Regions from separate parts of the Mus musculus genome. Here region 1 is linked to region 2. A link is a contact called in public HiChIP or PLAC-seq data. All regions are on one chromosome and are shown on one strand. Each heading gives the region's core, a stretch centred on a gene start, on an enhancer-like site or on the middle of the called end of the contact. The rest is flanking DNA. Distances are from core to core; before and after follow the strand shown. Region 1 overlaps M1ap (meiosis 1 associated protein). Region 2 has its middle 9.0 kb from the start of 2310069B03Rik.

The links. HiChIP or PLAC-seq counts read pairs in DNA pulled down with a chosen protein or histone mark.
Region 1: a contact with region 2 is called in a BATF HiChIP or PLAC-seq map of CD8 T cells, with 6 read pairs. The contact joins two enhancer-like sites. A contact is called at or near these places in 3 of 39 promoter capture datasets (the SN4741 cell line, hematopoietic stem and progenitor cells and neutrophils), 2 of 15 datasets of contacts at CTCF or cohesin (CD8 T cells and the NIH/3T3 cell line), 2 of 115 datasets of contacts at active chromatin or transcription factors (CD8 T cells and embryonic stem cells) and 2 of 9 other capture datasets (adipose tissue and macrophages).

What each region holds. Positions count from the first base shown.
Region 1 is chr6:82,955,066-82,961,095 of GRCm38.p6, reverse strand. It overlaps M1ap (meiosis 1 associated protein), which reads right to left. Exons shown (of 10, transcript NM_033079.2): 2 at 4,390-4,687. The coding sequence starts at 4,629. Among named protein-coding and RNA genes, the nearest start is that of M1ap, 11 kb to the right of the region's middle. Within about 2 kb of position 4,440, at least 31 of the 459 cell types and tissues checked have an H3K27ac peak or open chromatin away from gene starts, as enhancers often do. A contact at or near this core is called in CD8 T cells, where this site is marked.
Region 2 is chr6:82,887,894-82,893,890 of GRCm38.p6, reverse strand. It overlaps the pseudogene Gm6312. Among named protein-coding and RNA genes, the nearest start is that of 2310069B03Rik, 9.0 kb to the right of the region's middle. Within about 2 kb of position 2,175, at least 31 of the 459 cell types and tissues checked have an H3K27ac peak or open chromatin away from gene starts, as enhancers often do. A contact at or near this core is called in CD8 T cells, where this site is marked.

The sequences.
Region 1 (6,030 bases), core at 3,191-5,690, 65 kb before region 2:
CTTCTCTTCTCTCTCTTCTCTTCTCTCCTCTCTTCTCTCCTCTCTTTTCTCTCCTCTCTCTTTTCTTCTCTCTCTTCTCTCCTCTCACTTCTTGCCTCTCTTTTCTTTTCTCTCTCTTCTCTCCTCTCTTTTTTCCTCTCTTCTCTCCTCTCTTCTCTCTTCTCTCTTCCCTCCTCTTTCTTCTCTCCTCTTTCTTCTCTCCTCTCTCTTCTCTCCTCTCTTCTCTCCTCTCCTCTCTCCTCTCTTCTGTCCTTTTTCTTCTCTTCTCTCTCCTCTCCTCTTTCTTCTCTCCTCTCTCTCCTCTCCTCTCTTTCCTCTCTTCTCTCCTCTCTCTTCTCTCTTTTCTTCTCTCCTCTCTCTTCTCTCCTCTCTTCTCCCCTCTCTTCTCTCTCTTCTCTCCTCTCTCTTCTCTCTTCTATTCTCTCTTCTCTCCTCTCTTCTCCCCTCTCTTCTCTCTCTTCTCTCCTCTCTCTTCTCTCTTCTATTCTCTCTTCTCTCCTCTTTTCTCCCCTCTCTACTCTCCTCTTTCGTCTCTCATTTCTTCTCATCTCCCCTCCCCTCCCCTCCCCTTCCCTTCTTTTTCAGACAGAGTTTCACTGGGACCTAGGGCCTGCTGATTTGGCCTTGCTAGAGTACCAAGGCTCCTCCTGTTCTGTCTTCTCAGCATTAGCACACATCACATCTAACTTTTTACATGATGATTAAGATCAGCCTCAGGTTCTTATTCTTCAGCCAACAGGTCTGGCTCATGATCAAACTCAGGTCTTGAGACAGCAAGCTCTTTAACTGATGAACTATCTCCACAGCCTCTTGTTTTGTTCTGGTTACTTTAGACAAGATGGTACATCTGGTCCTTGTTGCTTTGCCTGGATAGAACAATGACTTGCTTCTCACAATGGAATGTGGAATAAATGGACTTTTGTGACAAGGACATAAAGCATTCTCTGTCTCTGTCTCTCATCAGTTGGTTGTAGAAGAGTTAGGATGAGAACATGAAAATAATGCTATGGAGAGATCCAGGTCGTGAGGAAGTATGAACTATTAGCATATGAATATTCTACTTTAAAACTTTAGAAGTAGCTCCTTTAGCTCTCATCAAGCCCTCAAATGACTACAATTATGGCTCCCATTTTTAATACAACCTCACGAGGACCCTCAGGCCTGAGCTACCTACCTGAGCTGCTTATGGATTTTTAACTCACAATAAACATGAGATAATAAATGTTTATTATGCTAAGCTATCACATTTTAGCATAATCTGACAGAAAAAGTCGATGATCTAAGGAACCAAATTCTACACAACACATAGAAAGAATCAGTTTTATTCCTTACGTAATTTTAATGAGTTCCTATGCCCAACCCAGCTGAAATAACAATGTACTTAGACACAATTACTAGACTAAGTACTTGGAGTGTTTATATAAAAAAATTTTTCCCTGTATGATCCATTTTGAGACACAAAACCTACATTCTATAAGCTCATAGGCAATGTACTCTAGGTATTTTATATGAGTACACTGTAGCTATCTTCAGACATTCAGACACACCAGACAGAAGAGGGCACCTGATCCCATTATACATGGTTGTGAGCCACCAGGTAGTTGCTGGGAATTGAACTCAGGACTCTGTAAGAAAAATCAGTGCTCTTAACCACTGAGCCATCTCTCCAGCCTGGAATATTATATTTTTTAGCAGTACTGTAACCCAATAAATATAAAACATAAAACTGGCAAGAGGTCTATTGTGCTGGTTATTGTTTTGGTTCCCCCAACCTTTTTTTCTGTTGGTTTGACCAAGCAGGGTCATCTGGGAAGAGGGACCCTCAGTTGAGAAAATGCCTCTATTAGATTGGCCTGTAGGCAAGTCTATAGGGCATTTTCTTGATTAACAGTTGATATGGAAGGGGCCAAACCACTGTGGTTGGTGTCATTCCTAGGCAGCTGGTCTTGAGTTGTATAAGAAAGCAGTTTGAGCAAGCTATGAAGAACAAACTAGAAAGCAGCACTCCTCCACGGCCTGCCTCTACTTTGTTTCCTGCTGGGGAGCTTTCTGGCATTACAGTTTCCCCCGAGGAAGGCAGTGTAGGGATATGGAGTCAGTGATAGGAGCCTAAGCTGCTTTATTGTTGGTAATTCTTCTGTCTTTAATTCTTTGCTGTTCTGTGACCAAAATCTACAGACTTTTAGCAGTTCTTCTCTGGCTCAAGGGTCCCTGGCTGGCAAGCCTAGAGATTTGGAGTTCATTAACTTTTTGTGAGCCAGAAAGAAAAGAAGAGGAAATACTTTGGCCAGGCCAGACCACCAGTCTCAACAATTCCACAAATATTCATGTATATTTACATACCTACACATATACCTATATACATATGTATGTGCATACAGATAGACAAATAGACTTATACGTATATACATTTGGTGGATGGGGCTGAGCCCCAAGTGTCACACTTATTTTTTCTCTCTGTCTGCCTTATACCTTCTTAGACAAAAGTTCTTTATAAAATTACTTCATAGATAAAATGTTGCACAAAAGGGGAGTTACAAAAGGATGTCCATAGTGAGTTCAAAGCAGTATTTCATTCTATAAGCTCATTGCAAGTTAAAAGGACAGTTTCACATGGCCTTGCTTTACCATAGCGCATACCTATGATTTCATCCTTGGATCTGACTTAGAATGAATGTTTTTTCTTGATCACATATTTATTTCAAACCTGCTTTCTTATCTTATTGCAATTAACTCATGACACATGAAGCTTTACAGAGCTCTATTTGCAGCTTTATTCTATATATGGCTTGAAATCACTTATATAAATTTAGGAATTTTATAAGACCATTATCAGGAATTATGAAATCATCAATTTGTCTACACAGCATTATTATATGAAACTACATCTTCATATTGATTCTACAGGAAATCTGCCCAATAGGATGGGGCAATGTCCAGGATTCATTAGGTTTTATAACAGTGACAGGAAAGGCATATCAGCAGCAAGAAGCAATCCTGGGATAAAGTCTCTGGTGGCCTTGCATCTCAGAGCTCACCCATCGAAGGCCATGCAAAATGGAAGGTCATCTCCATAAAACTCATTTGCATGCCTTAGTCTTTCCTAGATGACTTCTGACAGGTTCCTGCCCTGACTTTTCTTCATGATGCACTGTGATCTGAATATGTAAGTCCAATAAACCCTTTCCTCTCTGTGAATGAGAGCTCCTGGAAAGAAGCTGTGTCTGACTAGGATTTTTGTATAGTGGAGAGACACAGTTAGCTAGTTCTAGCCCACTGGCACCATTCCTTGCCCACCTCTGTGTTAGAATCAATGTCTTATGACTGATATATTAAAACCTTTAGAATATATTAACTTAGCAGACCACATCTTGATCCAAAGACAGATAGGAGAAGACTCAGCATCCTCAGGTAGCTAGGAGGAGGGTTTCAAAGCCCACCCCCACAGTAACACACTTCTTTTAATAAGGCCAAACATCCTAATAGTGTCACTCCCTGAACCAACCATATTCAAACCACAACAGTGTTTATTATGGTAATAGAAAGGGAACTCAACAAATGAGTATTATTTCCATACTTTATAATACCAAAAGAGATGTTATATTTTCACTTTCAGTGAGGAGAAAACGAGTGGCTTCTAGTTAGATTTTACAGACTTAACCACCAACAAGTCTGTGAAGCGCCTTCCTTTGGTTATCTTAAAGACATCGTGCACGTACATCGATTTAACAATAAGGTTGACTCAGAGAAGGAGCTGCGTGGAATCACTGGAAGTCTTTGCCATCCCCATGATTTTGAACTATATCTAAGAGAGAGGGAAGCTTGAATTTCTTTGAGGAAGAGAGGAAGTAGACTATTGAAAGGGGGCTTTGTAAAGAGAATGGTCCTCAGCCCCTCCTTCTAAAACCTTACTGGTGTTTGACAGGAAGGGAGCTCATGTTTCACTGGAGTGGAGCCCAGGGAAAAATAGTCTCATGGTTTTTGCAGTTAGGAATTTCTGAGCAAAGAAATTAGGGCCTTGAGTTTTACCCCAGGACAAGTTTGATTGGATAACCAGACCGCTGAAGAGCTTTAGAAACTTCTTTAAGTGTTTACATTTCAAAGAGGGTGAAAGGCTCTAGCTGTTTGCACTTCAAAGAACTGCAAATGCTAAGACTTCTCTTCTCTCAATGAGAGGGATGGTTGCAGCCTATTTCAACCCTCAAATTTACAACTCAGAGGCTCCCTCTTGCAGCACAAACTCCCACATACACCTGATAACTTCTGGTTCATGTGGGCTAATCAGATATGAAGAACCAATGTGGTTTTTACTGTAAGAAATACCAACTGTGAGTTCTGCTATGGAAATCTCATTTGCTTTCAGGATACCAACAGTAGAGATAGACTTACCACAAATGGGAGGACACACTCATGCTGGTTCTGTACTGTGTATAAGCTGAACAGAGACATCCGGCTGGGGCCCATCAAACTGCAGGCTATCGAGAAGAAGTTCTGCAAGGCCTCACAGAGGTTGGGGCAGATGTCAACCCAGGAAGGTACGGCAATATTCACAATGAGAAGCCTCGGAGGTTGATGACTAATTTTCATGGCAGCGGAGGTCCCTCTACTAGTAGTTTTCCTTCGGTTCATGGCAGCCAAAGCAGTGTGGAACTGTGGCCACCACTTGAATAACCAATGTTTTATGAGCCTAAGGAAAGGAAAAAAAAATGACTGGCTTTCATAAAATTGGATCAGGTACTTGAAGCAAAGAATATATATTGAGGGGATAAAAATCCCTAAAAAGGATTCAATGTGGGCACCACATCAAACTTGGCAAGATCACCCCACATTGATCTTTGTGTTTGATTTTAGCGTAAGTATGAGAATGCTTAGAGATGCTTGTGGAACTAATAAAGAATAAAGCAGTTACACAGAAGTCAAACTTCAGGTTTGGTTGGTTGGTTTTACAAGGTCTCATGTTACCTAGGCTAGCCTAGGGTCCACTATGTAGCTGAGTATGATCTTGAACTCCTGATCCTTCTGCTTCCGTCTGCCAAGTGCAGGAATTATACATGAACATCAGTGTGCCTCAAACACAAGTTTTGGAATCTCTTATCTGCCCTCATAAGTTTTGTTACTGCTTATTGCCCTATATTTTAACTTGTTTCTATGTTTGTCTTTCTCACCATATTATAAGGCTTCCCACAGGGTCGGGTGTGGGATAACTCCATAGGATTTGCTACTCAGGGAGGCTCCCAAAATAATAAAGGTTCTTGCTACTTTTTCTTGGTTCCCCATTACAAGTAGTTGATAAAAGCCTATTGCTGCAGGCACCACACACCTAGAATAAAAGGTATTGAGAAACTGAGTTAGATGTTTCCTCCCTGATGGCTACCTCCCACAGTGCTGGAAGGTGCTGTGAAGGCTGTTGGGGGCTGGAGGCATCAACAGTTTTACGCAGCTGTGAACCCTAGGAACTATGATTCTAACCTGCCTGGCAAGATGTGCCCATTTGTGCAATAATGGCATGACTGTTATGGGGCAGGAGTAACCAACCACTTCTCAATTGGATTTCAGGCTGGCTCTATAGGAGGGAACCTATACCTACTACTGTAAACCTGGTCCAAAACATGACTGTAGAGTTCATGGGTACATTGCTGCTTAGATAAACTGACACACTATTAAACCACCTTCTAAATATCTATGTTTACACCCACAGGCTACTCTCAGCTTTAAATAAAGAAGCCAATCCTGGCAGTGAACAGAGGTGAATATGAAAACCATGCATAAGATACTAAGAATAAAGGATGGATGGTTAAGGGCTCAGCCCTAAATAAGACATCTACCCGATCCCTTTAAGTCTCTGAGGACACTCTGGGAGAGGAGGCAGAAAGGTGTAAAAGATGGAAGATATGGAGAAGGGCTGAAAAAGTACAGCATGGCCACAACAATCATGAAAGCAGATTGGCCCTCCTAATAGTCAGCTATGGAAGGGATAGGGTTCTACTGCTTATTATAATTGATTTGCAGAATCAATAGAATTAATAGAAT
Region 2 (5,997 bases), core at 926-3,425:
ACTTCCCTCCTCTGTACACCCCCCCCCACCCCACCCCATTTACCCCTCTCAAGGTCCTGGCTGGTTCCCCGCAGTTTGACTGCAGTGGGACACCACATCTCGCTCTCTCTCCTCTCTCTCCCTCTCCCTCTCCCTCTCCCTCTCCCTCTCCCTCTCCCTCTCCCTCTCCCTCTCCTTCTCCCTCTCCCTCTCCCCCCCCTGTCTGTCTGTGTGTCTGTGCGTGCCCTGGACCCAGTGACCCACAGCTTGCTCTCCCCATCCACCTGAATTAGGTCACTTCCTAACTCAGTCATTCCTAACATTTATTCTCTATGCTTGAGTTGAGCCAGAGAAAATTCAGTCAGACTGGCTGACTGGGGACAGATTGATGACTTCCTCCCTCAACAGGTTCTCAACACTGCTAGAAAAAAATCTTTATATTCTATATTCAGTTAGTACTTTTAAAAAAGACAGTGTCTTTATTCATTCGTTGAGAATTTCATACAATGACAATGTATTTTAATGATACCTACCTCTTCCACAACTCCTCCCTGACCAGTAAACACATTTCAGACATCTCATACCAACTGGCCAGGCCTTTTGAAGCCCTCTTCTCCTCCTCTGTGTGCCGCATCTCCATACTCCCCAGGTTCACGAAGAGTGGAGGGCGGGGATGAGTCCTGAATGGGTCATGAGCAAGGGCAGCGCATTCTGTGCTCAGAATATGAGGAGAAAGGGCACTGGGCAGTCCTTGCAATGAGACTGACATCACCTGCTTCAGGTCAAAGGAACTTAGCATCAGTATAGAAGAGATACCAGAAGCAAGTGGTAGTCCAGGCTGTGATTTCAACCTTAAGAAGAAGACCGTTCTAGGTACTTTGTGCATTTATGGAAGCCTGTGCAAACGAGAATCTCAGAATCAGTCTATGGGGTTAACCATGCCAGCCACCAAACAGTGGTGACTGCTCACGCGTGTTCATGGAATGCCCAGCAGGATCCCACGAGCCAAGTGTGGGGGCAATCGAGAAGTTTCTGACACTTCTGTGCCAACATCTCTCTCTCTTTCTCCTTTCAAGAATTCATTATTATTTTGTAAAATTGTGTGTGTTTGTGTGTGTCTTTCTTGCTGTGTGTGTGAGTGCAGTGTCCATGGAGGCCTGTAGAGGGCAGAAGACCCCTTGGAATGGGAGTTACAGGTGGTTGTGACCCTCCAGTTCTCCAGCCCAGTTTTTTGTTTGTTTTTCCTTTTAGTTAGTTTTGTTTTTGTTTTGATTTGATTTTGAGACAGAGTCTCACACTATAGCCCTGGCTAGTGTGGAACTCACTACATAGATCCCCCTATCCTCAAATTTCACAGAAATCTACCTATCTCTGCCTCCCGGGTGCTGGGGTTAAATGTATGTGCCATCACGCACAACCTTAGTTGGCCGTTAAGTCAGTCAAGTCGACAATCAAAAGTAATCATCATAAATGTCTTCTCAGGGTGGTGAGAGCAGGTCAGTCCTCATCAACATACAATCCATCAACAAGGCTGCAGCCCAAGCAAGAGGACACCAGACAGACACACAGCTTAGCAGGGGCTAGAGAGAGAGCTCCATGGTTCAACAGATGCCCGTGGAGAGGACCAGAGCTTACTTCCCAGAACCCACACGGCAGTTTATGGTTAGCCATCCATAAACTCCAGTTTCAGGGTATTTCAGGCCCTTTTCTGACCTCCATGGGTACCAGGCCCACACATAGACATACACGCATGCAGAACAGTCACACACATACAATAAAATAAATCTTAAAACAAAACACACAAAAAATTAAATGATAAAATACAAATATACACAAGCAGGTCATTAATGAAGCCCATTTTGTGTGTCTGTATGAGAGAGGGATATAGATGAAGAGAAAAGACAGAGAGAGAAGAGAGACAGACGGACATGCACACAGTCACAGAGAGACGGGGAGAGAGACAGAGTTTTTCCAAAGAGGATTAACTGGGGGAGAAAGCCCACCTTGAACAGAGTGATCCCTTCCCATGGGATGGGGCCCAGACTTTAAGGAAAAGGGGAAAAGAACCAATTGGGCACCAACAACCTTTCCCCTTTCTATTTCCTGCAGAAGGAAGTGGGTCAGGCCTATGCCACCTTAGGGGAAAACCCACTGCTATTATCCTGTAAAAGAAACGCAGCAGCAAAGTGGCAACACGCCCTCTGAGCAAATACTTTCTCCAGGAGGGCAACGAAAGGTCACATGCCTGGGAGCACACAAGTCTGAAGGATGCTTACGGCTCAGCCCCATGCGCAGTGTCTGGAGATTGAGCTGCTGAAGTGCCCCAGGATGCACAGAGAGCTCCAGGGTTGCAGCTATGGGGACAGGTCACCCATGTTGGGGTGGGCTTTCTGGTGATGCGGCTGCTTCTGAGTGATCCCTGCTCTTTATAAGTGACCCCCTCACCCACAGTCCTGATAGTAACTCCTGTAAAAACTTACTTTTTACCAAATTGGATGTTGCTACAGTCGTTACTTTGATCTGCCATGGCCTCCCTCTCTGGGGTGAATAGATGAGTGTCTTGGTGTCCTTCCATGAAAAGTCTGTCGTACAATAGGTAGGCAAGCACTTGGTCTGTAGGCAAGAACTACATCTCAAATCATCACCGCCCCACCCCCAGCTCCAATATTTCAGCAATCCAGATGTGCATAAGGTGCGCAAGTGCCCATGGAACAAAGAAGGCATTATGGTAGCGACTGATGGAGACAAACAAGGCTCTGGAAGGTTAGGGAAGCTGCAAAGTCGCCAAGGTATGTTGACAAGAGTGGTTTGGAAAAGCATCAGGCATGGAAGGAGTGGGTCTCAACAGAGAATCAGTAAAGCAAGCTTCCCTGGCCCACCCTCCTCTGCCAGCTGCTGGGAAGCCCTGGGCGTTGCAAGGACCAGAATGAAAGGCTAACTTTGACCTTTTCCTGGGAGATGCTGTCATTAGGGGGCACTAAGAAGAGCAGAAAACCACCCGCAACAACTTCAGTACTCCCCCCATCCCATGGCCTGGTCAGCACTGGGTGGACAGGGTACCTGTCTTTCAAGTAAAGCCCGGTCTTTGGCTCTATTAATAACTGAGCTTCCAGAGTCTCAATAACAGCGTTTGCTTCCAGAGCACTGATTCATGGGAACTGAGGAAAGCATGGGCTCGCCTGGATTGACCCTCCTGTGAGATGCTGATGAAAAGGGACACTGCGGGTCTTTGTATCTCTTTGTTAGTGGTAGGGTCAAATCCCAATGTGACCTGAGGTTTTGAGTCCTCCTCAGCAACCCACGAGCCCTGAAGGTGGTACCCAGATGAAAATGGTTCTTGGAATGTTCAGTTCCTAGTATCCATTTTATTTAACTGTATCTCCAGAACTGAAGCCAGGACTTCATACATGCCGAGCATGTAGAGTATCCTCCCCCTAAGCTACACTCTTAGCCTCCTAGTGTCCACTTTAGCTGGGAGAAGAAGGCCAGGATGTGAGCATCAGGAAACAGATTCATCCTTTGGGCCTCTGTGAGTGTCAGGTCTCTGGGGTCAAGTACAGAAAGCTGACCCCGGGTGGGCTGGGTAGGAATTGAGGTGCTCTATCAATACTTGGGACCCCTTTCCTCCACTCCCATTCTGCAGTTTAACTTTGATCTTCTTTGGGCTGTGTAGCTTTCAACCTGAAATCGCATCTAGCATGACTCTCGGACTGTCTGCACCACATTGTGGTTTCTTGGTTGAGAGGTGGGCCTGAGTTCTGAGCCTCGGTTTCCTTTTCTGTAAAATAGGATATGGCATCATCAGAAGGGTTGGGTTAGAGACCACATGTAGAGCCCAGCACACGACATGTGGAGGGGGCTCAGCCGACATTGCTGCTGCTAGACAGTTCTTTGTAAAGAAGAGATGATGAGTCCTCGTGGCCCCAGAAGCTGCGGTGACCCTGCTTCAGAGTCCCTGAGCCCTGCTCTGCCGTCTGCAGTTGTAGCTGCTATTTCTAAAGCACCATGTTTGTGTGCGTCTGCCTTTCCTGTAGGGTCCCTCAAGTGACTAGTGGTTCCTAGGGCCTGCCACAGAGCTTAGTAGTTCCTTAGAATCAAAGACAACAGGAAAATGAGTTTAGAGTTCTAAAGGACCCCTTTGTCCTAGTCACCCTGAATGGTCAACTTGACACAGCCTAGGGTCATGAGAGAGGAAAACCTTGATTGAGGAATTGTCCTTATGAAACTGGCTCGCTGACTTGGGGGAATGTCTTGATTATTAATTGATTTTAGGGGGCCCAGCCCACTGTGGGTGGTACCACCCCAAGCCAGAGGGAAATGGGATGTATGAGAAAGCTAGAGAATGGTCTGGAGACCTTTAGTAATCAGGAGTACTTGCTGCTCCTCCAGAGGATCCTGGCTCCCATTTGGGAGCTCACAACCTTCTGTAATTCTCCTCCTAGGGGATCCCATGTATAAACAGACAGACAGACAGACATCTTACAACCATCTGTAATTCTCATCCCATATATATTATAAACAGACGGACAGACAGACAGACAGACATCTTACAACAATCTGTAATTCTCCTCCTAGGGGATCCCATGTATAAACAGACAGACAGACAGACATTTCACAACCATCTGTAATTCTCATCCCAGGGGATCCCATGTATATTATAAATAGACAGACAGACAGATAAATAAGTAAATAAGTAAGTAAGTAAGTAAGTAAATAAATAAATAAATAGGCACCCAATGTCTGCAGGCTTTAACAAAGGAAAAAGGCTAGTTAAGCCTGTGAGGTAGCCAGAGAGTGAACCAGCATCAGCGTTCTACTGTGGTTCTTGCTTTGAGGTTCCTGGCTACAGTCCCTACCCTGACTTTCCTTACTGATGGAGTGTGATGTTGTAAGAAATAGACCCTTTCCTCCTCTGAGTTTTGGACCGAGTATTTTGTCAAAGCAACAGAAAGAAAAGGAGGACACCTTTAAAATAGCCATAAGCATGGAAGGCCTTAGAGATTCTGGGGCCGCCTGCCCAGTGCTGCCAAAATGACTGGGGCTGTTGAGTACTTAGAAATCAAGCCCAGCGTCGTCTGTAGGACCCTCCGCCAAGGCTTGAAAAGGGGGAGTACTCTGAGAAGGCCTAGGAGTCAAAGAAGACAGAGGCCAGAAGAAAACTTCATGAGGTGGTGTCTTTCCTCCAGTCAATATGGCTACCTCAGAGGCTCCCAAGAGAAGCTGAAGAAATTTAAGTACCGAGGCAAAGAAATGTCTTTGCAGCAGCAACAGAGGATTGCTTCCAGCCTACAACTCTGGAAGACTAGGAAATATAAGCAGGTGCTAAAGAGAAGAAATATCGATCTATTCTTCAGTGACATGGTTTCTCAAGCACTAGTCAAAAAGGCCAACTTCACTCTGGACGACATCATCCAAGGGGTGAATAGTTTGGATATGATGCTGCGTTTCCAGGCCACCAAGGCTGCCAGGGAAATGCTATCTCAGGAAAATAACCCTCCTCTAAATTTGATTATTGAGGCCAGGCCCATCCCCAAGCTGGTAGATGTCCTGAAGGCGACACCTTTCCACAACCTGTAGTTCGAGGCGGCATGGGCACTCACTAAACCACCTCAGAAACTGCAGAGCAGACCCAAGCTGTTATGAAAGGGGGTACCACTCAGCCCCTGATTGAACTCCTCTGTTCCCCTCACCTGACTGTGTCTGAGCAGGCAGTGTGGGTCCTTGGGAATATCGCTGGTGACTGTGCAGAATTCAGAGACAATGTCATTTCCAATACTGCCATCCCGCACCTGATCAACCTTATTTCAAAAAACATACTAGTCACATCTCTTCGGAACGTCACATGGACTTTGGCCAACTTATGCCGAAACTAAGATCCACATCCTTATGAGGAGGCACTGAGGCAGATGCTAGCGACCCTCTGTCAGCTCCCGCTGCATCATGATAATGAGATTCTTTCAGATATCTGCTGGGCCCTGGCCTACCTGACTGAGGGTAGCAAAGAGTTCGTCCATCACG